Linked DNA regions of Mus musculus: region 2 is linked to region 1. A link is a contact called in public Hi-C data. All regions are on one chromosome and are shown on one strand. The core of a region is the stretch at or near the end of the contact, and the rest is flanking DNA. Distances in the headings are between cores, read along the strand shown. Region 1 has its middle 6.9 kb from the start of Gm25651. Region 2 has its middle 85 kb from the start of Mid1.

What was found. A called contact is a pair of places that touch in the nucleus more often than the background predicts.
Region 2: a contact with region 1 is called in a Hi-C map of beige adipocytes, with 2.6 times the contacts expected there. The contact joins two enhancer-like sites. A contact is called at or near these places in 6 of 39 promoter capture datasets (the 3T3-L1 cell line, 3T3-L1-derived adipocytes, hippocampal neurons and 1 more), 12 of 484 Hi-C or Micro-C datasets (the 3T3-L1 cell line, 3T3-L1-derived adipocytes, 8-cell embryo and 7 more), 3 of 115 datasets of contacts at active chromatin or transcription factors (cardiomyocytes, fibro-adipogenic progenitors and vascular smooth muscle cells) and 3 of 9 other capture datasets (adipose tissue, liver and pancreatic islet).

What each region holds. Positions count from the first base shown.
Region 1 is chrX:169,685,442-169,692,668 of GRCm38.p6, forward strand. It overlaps a transcript of Mid1 not described here. Among named protein-coding and RNA genes, the nearest start is that of Gm25651, 6.9 kb to the right of the region's middle. Within about 2 kb of position 3,075, at least 7 of the 459 cell types and tissues checked have an H3K27ac peak or open chromatin away from gene starts, as enhancers often do. A contact at or near this core is called in beige adipocytes, where this site is marked.
Region 2 is chrX:169,791,214-169,798,440 of GRCm38.p6, forward strand. It overlaps a transcript of Mid1 not described here. Among named protein-coding and RNA genes, the nearest start is that of Mid1, 85 kb to the right of the region's middle. Within about 2 kb of position 3,813, at least 35 of the 459 cell types and tissues checked have an H3K27ac peak or open chromatin away from gene starts, as enhancers often do. A contact at or near this core is called in beige adipocytes, where this site is marked.

The DNA of each region.
Region 1 (7,227 bases), core at 1,825-4,324:
TCTCACCCAGGAAGCATAGGGAGAGGCACTGCTCGCCTCTAACACCACACATCCTTCCTGAGCAAACACAATGCTTCCCCATACCTCCAGCCAACTCTTCTCTGTCTGTTTTGCACATCAAAAATCCACTGAGGCAATAATCCTAGCACCTTAGGCATTCCAGAAAGTGTTTTTATGTTTTGTTTTGTTTTGTTTTGTGTTTTGTTTTTTTCTGTTCCTTCTGTCTTAATTTTTAAACTGGGCAAGAGTTTCCAGATCATCGTGAAGAGCAAACTTTCTCATCTTTCTTGCACTCTGAAACAGTGCAGATGAGTTTGGGGGTACTTTCAAAGGAATGCCGAGTCCCCAAGGAAGTAAGAGTAAATCTAAGAAGGATTCTGAAATCCACAGGCAGGGTGATAGTCTGCAGAAACCGAATTTATCATTTTAAACAAGGCAGGCTGAAGTATCATTTTTCATTCCCGAGGAGCAAAATACTTGCATTCTGTGTATGTAATAAAGGACACCTTCTGAGACACCGAGGAGAGAACGCGGCAGAGCTGCCTCCTTTGTTCTAGACACATAGAAATTCAGTTTCGCATTTTGACAACTAGCATGTGCCTGTTTATATATAAGGTGCAAGTGATAAATAAGGCGTTATGTCAAGGGCACTGTGGTCAATTGAGTTAAAATTGGCTGTGCTCTATACATATATAAAACTCTCAGTCTGACTGTAATTAAATATGGGGATGTGAAAGTACTTAGCAAACTTATAGGGAAAGTTTAGTTATATTTGGAAACAGTCAAATGTAAAAGGCAACTGTGAAAGGAATTTTGAAAAACCCATTTCCCTCAACTTCAGAGGCATAGGTAAAGTCTTTGAAATGAAAGCTACTTTTCATACTTGTCAAAAGTGATTTGAAATAAGGTACAAATTTGTAAATTTTACTTTTGTAAAGGAAACTGGTTTATTGATTTGGGTTACTTTGGATAGTTTTGATAAATGTTGTGACTGCTCATCTTTCAAATGAATGCTGTATTTTTTCTGTCCTGCACAATACTTTATCCTAAAAATTTGTGTTAACAGGATTGTGCTACTGACTGCAACAGGTGGCAATGAGGATCTGGTTGCAGATTTGCGATAATAGGATATTAATTTCCTAAATCAATATAAAGGAAAGTACTCAAATCAGATTTGACAGAATGAGCACTTTTTTGTTAATAATTAAAAATCATATTCTGCTCTTCTGCTTGCAGTGAGGTTATTGTCTTAAAAAAAAGATTGACATCTGACTACTCATAAGAAAAAAATCTCTGACCAATTTTCCTTAGGGTCTTTCACTCTAAAAAATACAACCATGTTTAGTAACACAATTTAAGTGCTGCTTGTTCATTGCCATGATATAGAAGTGGAAAAGAAGGGTACAACCTATGGGAGACATTTTATTAAATAAAAAAATAGCATGGCTCTGTGGGAACACTGCAAGTGTTTAAAGTTGTTATCTGCATGTTGCTGCTAGGAAAAAAGGGGAATGTAAATATTGCACAGCTATCAGTGGGAGTGACTAACCCAGGAGACACAAAACACTATTTTAAAATATACACTTAATAACAGATGGTTTAATACCAGGTTGTCTCACCATGCTGCCAATTAGATGGCCCTAAGCCAAATCAACTGGCATGTCTACCATTTATCTTGTGAGTTGATGTGTACTTTGTTATTACATACTGATTACATTAACAGCCAAAGGATATATAACTAGGAAGACATAACAGTCTCCTGGGTCACAGAGGATGAGGGTCTTCATAAGGATTTTGAATTTCACATTTAACTTCCTTGCCAGTGACATATGGGTTGTTGCAGATGATTGGAAGTATTAGCTGTAGAATATATGCATCTCAGGCTCGTCACAATCTCATTTACGGGCAACAATACTGATTATGGAATGGGAAACTTCAGCATTATCAAAGTTCCATGTGTATTCCTTCTTGAAGATTAAATTCATTAGTGTCCAAATTATCCTCTGACATAAGACAGTTAAGATGGTATAGTTTTACATTAACCCTTCCAAATCACTGGCTATGTTCTGATATGAAGAGTGCAACCATATAGCAGCATCCTTAGAACTATGAGACAGCAGTAGATTTCCTGTTTAAAAAAAAAAGGCTAAAAAGATCCTGAGTGCTGGGCATGATGGGGAGGATAGATCTTCTAAGAACTTTGATGTATTCATGAGTTGTGACTTCCTGAAGTGTGGTATGCACCCTATAAAGTATAGTTAGGTTCAAACTTACTCATGCCTCGTTTTTTGGGTGGTATCTTGTTATCTTAGGTCATATTCCTTAAGAAAAAGCTGGCTAGTACATGGGCTGCCTAGCATTGCTACGAGTGAGTTTCAGATATGATTACTTTGTTCATACAATTCAGGCCCATGATGCTGATTAAGCATATCAAAATGCTACAAATTTGTTTGCCTTAGGAGTCAAGAAAAATATTCTAATTTTTATTATCTACCCTGAGATCATTGGACTTTTCAAATCCTGTGTACTTCATTTAATTTCAGAAGGATTTTTAAAATATAAACACACACACACACACATATTCTCTCCCTCCCTCCCTCTCTCTCTTCCCCAATCTTTCCCTCTTCCTCTTCCTCTCCCTCCCACTCCCCAGTGTGTGTATGTGTGTATGTGTGTGTGTGTGTGTGTGTGTGTGTGTGCGCGCGCGTGCGCGCGCACACACATTATTCCAGCCTTTGTTAGTTGGTTTTTGTAGCTAGCATTAGGTTATTGATTCTATTATCCTTTTTGGTTGGTATTTTCAGCCTTCATCTGCCTACCATTTGATATCAATTACCATTTTTTAAGTGACATTATTAAATCCCATAACATTCATTCAGCAAATAATGATCAAGCACTTTCTGAAGTCCTATGCTATGTACTCTGAAGGAAATGCATGCATATAAGAGACAGATGAACTTGCACTGTGTCTCCATGCAACAGAAAACAACATCTGTGTAAAGAGAGAGTTCATAATGTGAATGGTATACAGCATGTGAAATGTAGTTTAATGCTGAGTCATTTAGCTACTCACTTTGCTATGCTGATCAATCTGTAAGTCAGAGCTTCGGATCTCAAGGGTACAACGCACCACTAGGTGCTGGGCGGTTAACTGACATGGTGAAAGGATTTAAATAACCAAATAAGGTCCACATAACACTATGTCAAGTGGATTCCAAGGAGCTTCGTGTGCTGACAGAGGAAAGAAACCACTATAATCTCACTACAGGGCGTCTCTAAATGACAGGGGTTCTACTGGGTTGTAGCACTTTATATTTTGTTTACAATACCACTATGTCATTCTGGGTTTGAGTTCTTTGGTAGAGAGTTTGATTAGCAGACATAAAACCCTAGATTCCATTCCCAGCACAGAAAAGGAAAACCTGAACTGTTCTCCCTTGGGCTGTCATGGACTCTTAGGACTCAACACTGAGAAGAAGCATTTCTAGAACACTAGGTAGCGCAAGAGCCCTGGGTACTGGTTCCGCATCACGGACAAGTCGTCAAGGTAGGAGTTCTAGTAACACTTCTTGTGAAGTAAAAAGAGCAGCTGTTGTATCAGTGTATTCCTGCTTCTGCTTTTTCAATCCTACCTTTAGTTAATGGAAGATGCATAGTCTACCGCCTCATTTTTAGAACCAACACGTATGTATTAACTGACTGTATGTCCGGCATTATATCACACATGTTCCCAGACATGAACATTTTAACATGGATAAAATACTTAACATGTATAAAATAATAAAGTGCCTATCTATGTATCCGACTAAATCCTAAATGGAAAGGGTTTAGTTAATGCTACTTTCGTTTTAAGAGAAAAATAAACGTAGACTCCAGTGCTCTGGGGAATAGAGCATTCTTTGGGATGCCTTGACTTGTGTGGGACAGAGTATGCTCACCCTCTCTTGTGGGTTGCTTTTCACTTGTTTCAACTTGAGACAGAAATGAAATTATGCAGAACCTCCTCAATTTGACAGTTTGAGTTTTAACACGTGACAGAATTGGAATTTTTGTCAAAGGGCTTGAGCCAGGAAATGTATTATTTATAGGTATTACTCTGCAACAGAGGCCTTGGCTATTTAAGCCAAAATTATTCTCCCCCTTGAGTATCTAATTGTATAGTTATTTATATCCACACTGACACACTCATCATGTTTTGCCCTAGGAAACAAAGCAGTGTATAAACTATCAGAGAGCAGATAAGTTTACTCCAACTGATAGCCTTGGCTCAAAGTTACAAAACAAAACAATGGTAGTGTTTCCCAAGTTTCTTCAGAAGATTTGCACAATGGTTATGCCATGTGATTTAAACTTCTTGGGAATTTGATTTAGTCCGATATCTTTGGGTACATAGATAAGCACTTTATTATTTCATACATGTTAAAGAGGTACAGCTTCACCAAATGTAGATCAAGTGCCCCCTATATTTGAAGTATTTCCACCAAGTTTATGATACCCTCTTTTATAATTATATGCCCCTATGAAAGGGAAAAAAAAGAATCTATAGTAGAACCATTTCATTCTTCATTTATTGAAAGCACTCCTTTAGGCATATTAAGAATGAATATTTAAGTTTGTATCTGCCTTATCTTCATCCGTAAAATAACAATTATAGGTGAGATAAACCTCTTAAGTAGTTTCAGACTTCAGGTGCAAAGAGAATACTCAATGTCCTTATAACAATATTTATCACCTTACAGACTAAGGTTTAAGTGGAACATGTATTTATGTAGATGATATTCTATCATAAGAAATAAACATGGATAAAATATAACATAACAAATAATAAAGGTGTTATGAAAGAAATAAAAGGTCTAATCTGGAGCCACGTCCATAATATCGCAGTAGGAAGGTTTAGCTGATCAGGGTGACATTTGTCTTTGGAAAAGTCCACATTGACAGCAACATAGAAAACGGGTCAGATATAAGGTATGGCAGAGTGATTCGGTGTGGATCAAACAGGAACAAGGAAAGCTGCCTGGGGAAGAAGATATCTACATATACTTGTGCTGTGGTGGCAGAAGTGAAGAGAGATCAATTTTCATGATATTTCAGAGTTGAAATCATTAGAGGTAACTAAAGTCTTGAACAGGAAATAGTGTCTGACAAAGAAATGCAAAATAAAACTTCCAGGACAGATTTAATTTACATAACTATAGAAATAGTTGTAGTACTCTTAAAGTTGAGAGTCCGGCTAGGTAACCTGGATTTCGGAAGGAGGATGAATTATTTGTCGATCAGTGGAATAGGAAAGATAAACGTTTTGAGGCTGAATTTTTATGGTTCCATTCACTGGCTGTATAATCTCTCAGAGGACATGTTAAAATTATGCCATAAACATCTGTATTAAGTGTTGGTGGTACAATTCAAAGAGATACATGACAGTCATTTCCTTGGAAGCAAAATCCCACCAAACAACAAGGTACAGGATGAAAGGGTCAATACAACTGGCAAGGCACATATTTTCAGGAAATAGAAAATACAGGAAGCAGAAAATGAAAGAAGACAAAAGAAAGGATGGGAAAGACACTTCAAATAAAATGCTTTAAAATTTTGAGAAATGAACAGCAAAAAATGAAAAAAGTCAATTAAGGAAGAGATTAAAAAGGAAAAATTTGGCAACAACAACACATCAGACCAGGGAAGCTGGGAAATTAGAAGCAAGAAAATATGAGAAGGTACTGTTACATTCAAAAGTTTCTGGCCAATTTGTAGGTTCCTAAGAATAAGTAAAACTGACCCATGAGGATGGTAGAATTTGTCTAATCTTCTGCCATATGAGTATAAATGCAATTTGCTTTTAAAAAAATAAAAGGCGTTTCTTCAAAAACAGCATGAGTGACAGAGAATCCAGGACTTCTTGGGTGCTACAGAGCAGTCTGCCCTCTCCAGAGTTAGTAAATAGCTATTCTAGGTCAATGAACAATAGCCTGATGGCTTTAAGAGTTAATCCTCCACATGCTTCCCATACTCCTCTGAGTCATTAATTAAACCGGCAGCACCTGGCTTAGTATTTATAAAATACTTTACACATCTGAGAGGGAAGTAAAAACTGAGAGCTCTGTGGATCCATTTCTATTGTTAAGCATTACTTAAAGTACTAGGGCTTCACTTGGTAACTTCCAGACAGCTCTTGCATGAAATCCCAAATCCAAGTCACTGGCATTTTTGCTCACAATAACTTATGTTTATAACTCAGTACCCCGAGTAACTTTTTTTAGGGCAAGTCTGCATATTATAGTGTATCACACATCTCAAGGCCTCTTTCCAAACACTGTTTTGACACAGTGTGTTAACAGTGAATTATTCATTGTTACCTGCATGAAGGACTAATGCTCAGAGTGGCTGGGAACAGCTTACCAGTTGTTGGCTCAATTGTGCAGCTCTATTTAAAGCTCTAGTGGGTAATTCAGTTGATGGCAAACTTCACTTTGACACAGTGCCATAGCACATCCATTAGTGCCCTCACTAGAGTACAAACATCTGCTTGCTTTTATTGTCCATGTGTTACTTAAGATAGTCTGCTTCTTTATGACGTAAATCACTGGAATCCACTGACTATTTTTAAAGACTCTTTTAGTGCTTCCTTGAAATGATCACTCTATAGTTGTTTAATAGATAATTGGCCCTTTAGGTACACAAAAATTACAAAGATGAAATTTTCTACTCTTCTGACCTTTTCCAGAGATGGCGTTATGACTAAAGTACCCTGGCTTGTTGTAAGATTCTGTCTTTGAGGGTTGTGTGATTCATAGGTTCACATCAGCACAGCATGTTAAAAGAAACTGCATTTCTGGCTAATTGACCCAAGGGAACTTGCTTGTTTTCTTTTGTTCACTGACCAGAGTTGTGTGCGTTTGCTTCTCTCAGTTCACCTTGAAAGGCTTTGCTATCGACTTCTTTACGTATTTATCTTGTCCTGACAGACTGCTGAGCAATTTGCTTGCCCTCTAGTTTATTCACGTGTCCAGTACAGATAAGTTTAGTGGCAGCCAGCTCTATCATTTTCATTCCAATGGACTGGCTGTATTCCAGAGTCCCTTTCATCAGCAATTTTGCCTTACCTTTTGGCTAGTAAAGGCCTAAAGCTATAGGATTCCATGATACAAAAGCTCTAACATATGAAAAACAAACACCGTCAAATATGATCAAAAATCTGAGCAAGGATTGATCTTAGGTGTAATGAAT
Region 2 (7,227 bases), core at 2,563-5,062, 110 kb after region 1:
TTTCACTCAGTTGAATCATTTTCTAATTTTTCTTATGATTTCTTCTATTTATTGTTTATCTAGCTGTGTGTTATTTCACTTTTCAAGTATTTGAGAATTTTATTTATGTTTCAGTGTTTTACACTTATTTATTTACTGTCTGCATGTGATGTGTGTGACTGTTTTGTGTGTATGTGTGTATGTGTATATTTGTGTATGCCATGGTCTAAAATTGTAGTTAAAAAATCTGCAGGAGACAATATTCTCCTTCTATCATAAGAATCCAAATATTAAACTCAAGCTTGTTTGCAAATGTCTTACTGAAATGAAAGTATAAATATATGCAGGTATAATCATGAATTTGTATTTTTCCTTTGTCTTAATTTCCTTTTAATCTCCACTGGACATGCACATAGATATCATTATTTGTATATCTTCTGATGCTTTCTCTTTTGCGCATATAAATGTTCTTACCCTACCTAACTTTAGTTGTACTACCAGTTTTCTCATGTTGACTATTAGCATGACCATATATGGATAACAAAATTTAATACTAAAGAGCAGCAATAATGGTAGAGTAATTGTTATTCTAAATTTAACCATACCTGAAATTCTTTACATTTCAATTTGGTGTGACTCTATCTCTGAAATGTTTACTTGAGATGGTCAATTGTTTGTAAGCATCTCTAATCTTTAAGCATCAAATGGCTTTGTTTGATTATTCTTGTAAAAGCATAAAGATAGCTTTTGAGCTTAAGTCTAAATTTTTCTTATTCATTTACATATCCTCATATGTAATTTCCATATTCAAACTTTATATGCTAAAAAGAAAGTTCAGTGGAAGTAGAAAGGGAAGAGTAGAAATGAATAAAATACACACACACACACATAAATATATATATAATATATGTCATTTATTATATAATATGTGTTTATTTTATATATAATATCTATATTATATACTATAATATACATTATATAGTATAATATAATGCATACATATACCTATATATTATATAATTATAATTATTCATATATAATTATAGTAATTATATAGTAACTAACATGTACATATTATATATAAAATATTAGATATATGATATATATGAAATTGATCAAATAATAAAGAGATAAATAATGGATAGATAGATAAGTAAATGAATAACTAAATGAGAACATTTAGCTGTCCAAGATTATATTTATATTTTTATACTCTTCTTTCACATAAAATATATAGAGCAACTATTACTATGTAAATTAAGTTAATGTTAAGTGTACTATCACATACAAGACATTTTTCATCTTTAAAATATGTAAAATCCTTAATGTGTAATATATACACAAGAAAAAAGTCATATAAAATACATTTTGGTATTTTAAAAGGTTCATGCCCAAGTCCTCAGCATTTTAAACTGTTTTGAAATTAAAACTGGAAATCAACACTAAAGAGTTTTATAAGAACCACATTATTTTGTTGATAAGCATAATTATCATTTTGTAAATTGGATTGGAATAGTATCTAGATAATGTTTTGCTTTTATAGGTCCACTTAAAAAGATTCAAAGGTTAAATATTTCAGTTTTAAATAAAAAATATTTTTCCTCAAAATTCAGGAATTTAGATATTAATTTAGATAGACATTATAATTGTTTTAATTTCAAATTAAAATTTTAATTTGAAGTTAATTTTGCAGTTTATTTTCTCTTTATAATCATGACTTAAGCAGGGATTAGTGTTCTGTGACTAAGGTTTAACAATGCACTGTTGATCCACTAGGGCAGACATGGTTTTGGAATTTTAATTTGGGCAGCCTCTGCTTTAGCTGAACAAAGAACATGGAAGGTGATAGCATGTCTCAAGCTTGCTGCCACTTGAAACATGACCCTCCTCTTTTTAACAGTCCCTAGTTTTTCTGCAGAAACAAGCCTCCCTCCACGATACAGGAGAGCAGTCAGGAGAGGACAGGGAGTGAACATGGATGACAGAAGTGTCTGTGCCACCCATTCATTAGGGACTCACAAAGGGGTATAGAAATGTGGAGCTTTTGTAGGGATTGAGAGCACCATATCAAATGTCTATGGGGTAATTTAATTACATGGGCATGGTAGGAATGACACAGTGGTTACATTAATAAACTGAAGCATTAAAGAATAATAGCCCAGTTATTGCTGAATTATGGGAAACACGCTGCCTATTCATTCCTGGTGATGTTAGAAGAGAGTAGGAGTGGGCTTACCACTTTGCACTTCCAATGCATAAAGAAACAGTCTTTTGCTTCTACAGACCTATGGAAAACTGGGTGCAGTAGAAGACCCAAAGTCACACCCAAGAGCATAAATCTTGCTTTGTGCAAGATGCTTAAAATATCATAACCTAAGTCCGTTTTAAAGTACTAAATTAAATTGGCTTGGGGCAGACATAGTAATGAGCATGTGCTATATAAACATCTCTGAAGAAACTTTTCAACAGATTTCGGAGATGATAATCCCTGACCACTGTTGTGGGCATCTTGTTAGTAGAGTCTATTTGACACAATCATAGGCCACTAGGTCATTAGCTTAAAAGAAATAATCTATTATTTAATATAAACTAACATAAATTTTCATTTTCATCCATCCCTTATGGACAGCTAGGAAAAAAATACCCTATCCACTTTTCTAGGAGCAAAGGAAAAGGAACTCACATTTGATTTCATATCATTTATGAACGGGGCCAACATTGTTCCAAAAACTGGGTTACTGGAGAAGAGAAGAAATATGTGAAACTGGAGAAGAGAAGAGATATGTGAGTTATGGCCTCCACTTACAGATTCAAGTCGAGGAATTCAGAGATTAGCAAGCCTTCTCCCACCTAACTCCTGAGAATGTTTTTGTAAGCTCTTTTACATACTGTCTTCTCATTGGCATTTCTTTAATGGTAAAAAATGGTGAAGAATTAGAAGACCCATCCTACCTCTAAAATCCTTTGGCACTATGAAGGCGAAAACAGTTATCATGAGGTGCTAATAAACATCTCATTTACCCAGAAATGAATAAATGAATAAACGAATAAACAAAGGATGACTTCAGAAACACTAATAATATAAATGAATATAAATATAAATCCAATAAAAATTTTATATGTTGTACCTTAAGTTTTAGAAAAGCTTTCTGAAATTCAAATCTGAATAAGTCCAGTAATGGAATTTGAAGAAACAGAGCACATACTTCCTTCAGCTAAAGTAACCTGATATGAGTTCATGTTCAAAATACAAAGTTGGAGTATTTCTGGTGACACATATTTCCCAGAGGAGGCCAATGCTTCTCATTGTCCTAGAATCACCTCGACACAGACTCTTTACACCACTGTTCCTCAAGTTGAGCAAGCAAGACTATCACATGGGAAACTTGTTAAATTTCTGCGCCAAATCACAGAGCTCTGATTCCCCGGGCCTGGGTTGGAGCCGGAGAGTCTGCATTTCTATCCATTTCCCTCCTCCCTTCTTCTGGGACTGATGATCCAGGGACCAGTTTAAGATTCACTGCTTTAGGTATTAGAAAGACAATGCCCTTTGGAGCCTGGAGAGAAATTGCAAAATCCCCTTTAACTTGGCAGTTAAGGCCAATTTTCTTTCATGTTGCATTGACAGACGTCCTTGATGAGGTAGTCCTTGATAATTCAAAGGGCAGAGTTTAGAAATCCTAAAGATGAAATGGAAACCGCGTGGCTTTTCCTTGTGCCACTTAACAGGCGTTACATAAACAGACATTCTCCTGCAGACTTGGTTCTTTACTTTAGTTCTTCAGAGCATTCCACTGGGATCAAAGAGTAGCTGGGTAACTCTGGCTAATTGCATCACTTTCCAGTCCCACTTCATCGTGCGCTCTGGGCAAAGCAGATGAATCCAACCATTGCCCACTGGTTCCTGTGTAACCACAAGTTTCAGAAATGGATTAGTCAGCAGTTCCTGGCTCTCCTGCCCACACTAACCACAGTTTGGCCACCAAAAATGTGGGTCAGCACATTGCCAAAGTGTCGAAGCATGGTGGTTACAAGGACCAGAAAGCTCAACTTAAAAACATGTGAGTCCGTTGCAGTTCAGAACAGGGAGAAGGAGGGCAAAGGTCAGTCCTGCTGTTCTTGGACCTGATTCTGTTATGCCATCTTTTTGTGAAGCCAATTGCTGCTCACAATTTTATTTATCTCTTAAAAATTCTGCCAGACAGTGGTTCAATTCAATAAGACTTGGCTGTAATTTTTAGTGAGATGTAGCTATTACACCGTTCCTCTTTTTCTCAGTGAAAGAAACAGCTGATTAATTTCATACTCCCTACTTAAAATCACTCACCTTTACTCTTATCCAGAATCATAAAGCCACACAATTGGAAACAGCACCTTTTCTGCTTTAATTCTGCTATGAGTGCACAATTTGGATTAACATTTGCTGGCGTTGCCCTTGTACGCTATTATATTGTTGGCTTCTTCAGAGATGTCTTTTTTTTTTAATGCTAAAATATTCTTTGTAGAGAATGTCAATGCTTCTCAGTCATTATTTGGATGGTATCAACTTACTGGTTCTGATCTAGTGATAAATCTGTCTTAGTACTAGGCTGAAATAAAATTCTCAGAACTTATAATTTGTTATTTGTCTTGCTTATACAGCTTTAGCCATAATAAGAAGTGTATCAATATATACCAGAGGATTGGAGAGATAGCTCAATAGGGTAAAATGCTTGTTGATCATCTTAGTTGGATCCCAAGAACCCATGTAGAAGTTGGGTATGGCAATGTGTTTCTGTAGTCCTGTCCTAGTGCTAAGCAGAAAGACAGACAGTAGTAACCTTGGTGTTTGCTAGACAGACAGTCTAGCTGAATCAGAAAGCTTCAGATTCAGTGAGAGACCCTGTCTCAAAAATAAGGTAGACCATTTTTAAGGAAGACATCCAGCCTCAGCTTCCAACTCACACATGCACACATACTTGAAGTGCATGTTCACACACACACACACACACACACACACACACACACACAATTCATGCATACACACAAATGTATACACAAAGAAAAATCCAGACTGGATTTTAAACCCTTTACTTGCTTCATTAAGAATGAAACATAGGACATATTAAAAGAAAACATGAGACAGTACGGAATTAGAGACATATTTGGGCACTCTGCTATTGGCTATACTATTTCTTTTTTTGCAACAGTTGGTTTTCTACGCACATAGACAGTAAGGATGGCACAGCTCATATTTAATAAAGCACATATTTTTTAAAACTGCATTATTTTTATGCTGAGACCATGGCTCAGAAGTTACCAGCACTTGTTTAGAAATCATGAGAATCAGAGTTTAGGTCTCAGTATTCACTCCACAAGTGAAGCGTCCAGTAACATCCTGTAACTGCACCTCTGGGGAAGCTGATGCTCTCTGTTCTCTGTATACAAAGTGGTGTGCAAAGTCGCATGCTTGCACGTCTTTATACACATGCATATATCCTCATGTAGAAACACACTACACACACCTAAATGAATAATTTTTCTAAAAATTCACTATGATTTATATATGAACCATTTTACATAGACTATATATTTTAAATTAATTTTATTAATTTATATGTATGAGTATTTTGTCTGCATGTACATCTCCATTACCGCATGCACATCTGCGTGTACACCACGTGCTTCTCCTGTGCCTGAGGTGCTAAGCTTCTGTGTGAATACTGGCAATCAAACTCCAGCCCTTTGCAATAGCCAAAAGATCTGGTAATACCTGTGCCAACTCTCCAGCACCTAAATTATTTTTTAAATATTAGATACTTGCAAAATTTCCCTTTGTGAGTATAACATTATTTTGTCTTGTTTTGTTTCCATAAAACCCAAATCCCCAGAGGAATGAATGTTTTCTTGGTAAGACATTCTGAAAATGGATAAATGTGTTCTTGACTTGTGGATACAAAGAATTGGAGCTTTTGATTAGCTGCAGCCTGGTTCCCATGTTTGAGATTTTTGGGGCTCAAATACAGACACAGCTGGATTTATTGATGGAACTTTGCCACCTCCAGTGTCTCAGTGAAGTTATCCTTAAGTGAGAGAGAAAAAAATGTGGTTATTTTTTATTTCTGTATTCAGAAGTGAATGACTCACATTTCCGGGAAATGTTCCCTGACTTGTTTATGTAACACTATGGATTTGGAGTTCACAGCCATTGTTTAAGCACGGTGAGGCTGTAACATAATGGAATGACCTCCTTAGAAAATGAGGTGATCCAATGAAGCCTTGTCATGATTTCACATGACAGCTTAGATGCAGCTCGCAGCAGGCACATGAATTCATGATTGCTTCTGATTTTTAAAGTGCTAGCATTTTTTTTCTTTAGGATCCGTAACATAGTAGAAATACAGTGTACAATTCAATACTTAAGCTGTTGTGTATGAAGAGCCATGTTTGTGAATTAAGGAAGCACTGAAATCGTGATGGCATAGTCAACGTCACCTAACAGGACTGATGAGAACAGTGAAAGCACAAGGTGAACCAGATGGCAAAACGAGAAACCCAGCTATGTATTTTACTTGCCTTTCCATTGTTCTATAGAGCAATAAGCATAAAAGAATATTTCTGAAAATCTCAGCTCAAGTGACACTCCATATATGATCCATGTAAGGAATTTTCCAGAAGGAAAAGATCGTGCCATTATTTTCTGAACTACAGCACATGTAGGTCTCTTTACTATATTGTTGCTTGGACATACATTTTCCAAGTTCTCAGGTATAGGTACCAAACTACATACATTACTGTATGAACACCATTTTATTCGGCACTCATAAGCAACATGTACAATCAGTATATGTAGAAGACATTATATAACTTATAGAACCTAGAAAAAATTGAAATATAGTGTCTTTTTTTATAAAAATGGTAATTCCAAATAGTGATAACAAAGTATAAAATGGAGTTCAAGGCCCTTCATGGTGCCCTGTGCAATTTCCGCAGGGGTAACATCTAGAAGTTTACCTCTCACATGAATAAAAAATGAATACACTGCTTAGACATTCAGCTAATCAACCAGAGGCCTAGTCTTGGCCTCTGTAATCATGGTTTGGTATTTTAACTAAGTTACAAAACACAGAAGATATGGTTTAATTCTTTGTCTTTTTTAAATGCCTTCAGAACTTTTGGTTCTTTTTTATTTAGTTCTTTTATTTAAATAAGTGGTTCCCTTATAAGTTAGTGGACACCATTGAAGATTGCCCAACCAACAGTCAGCTT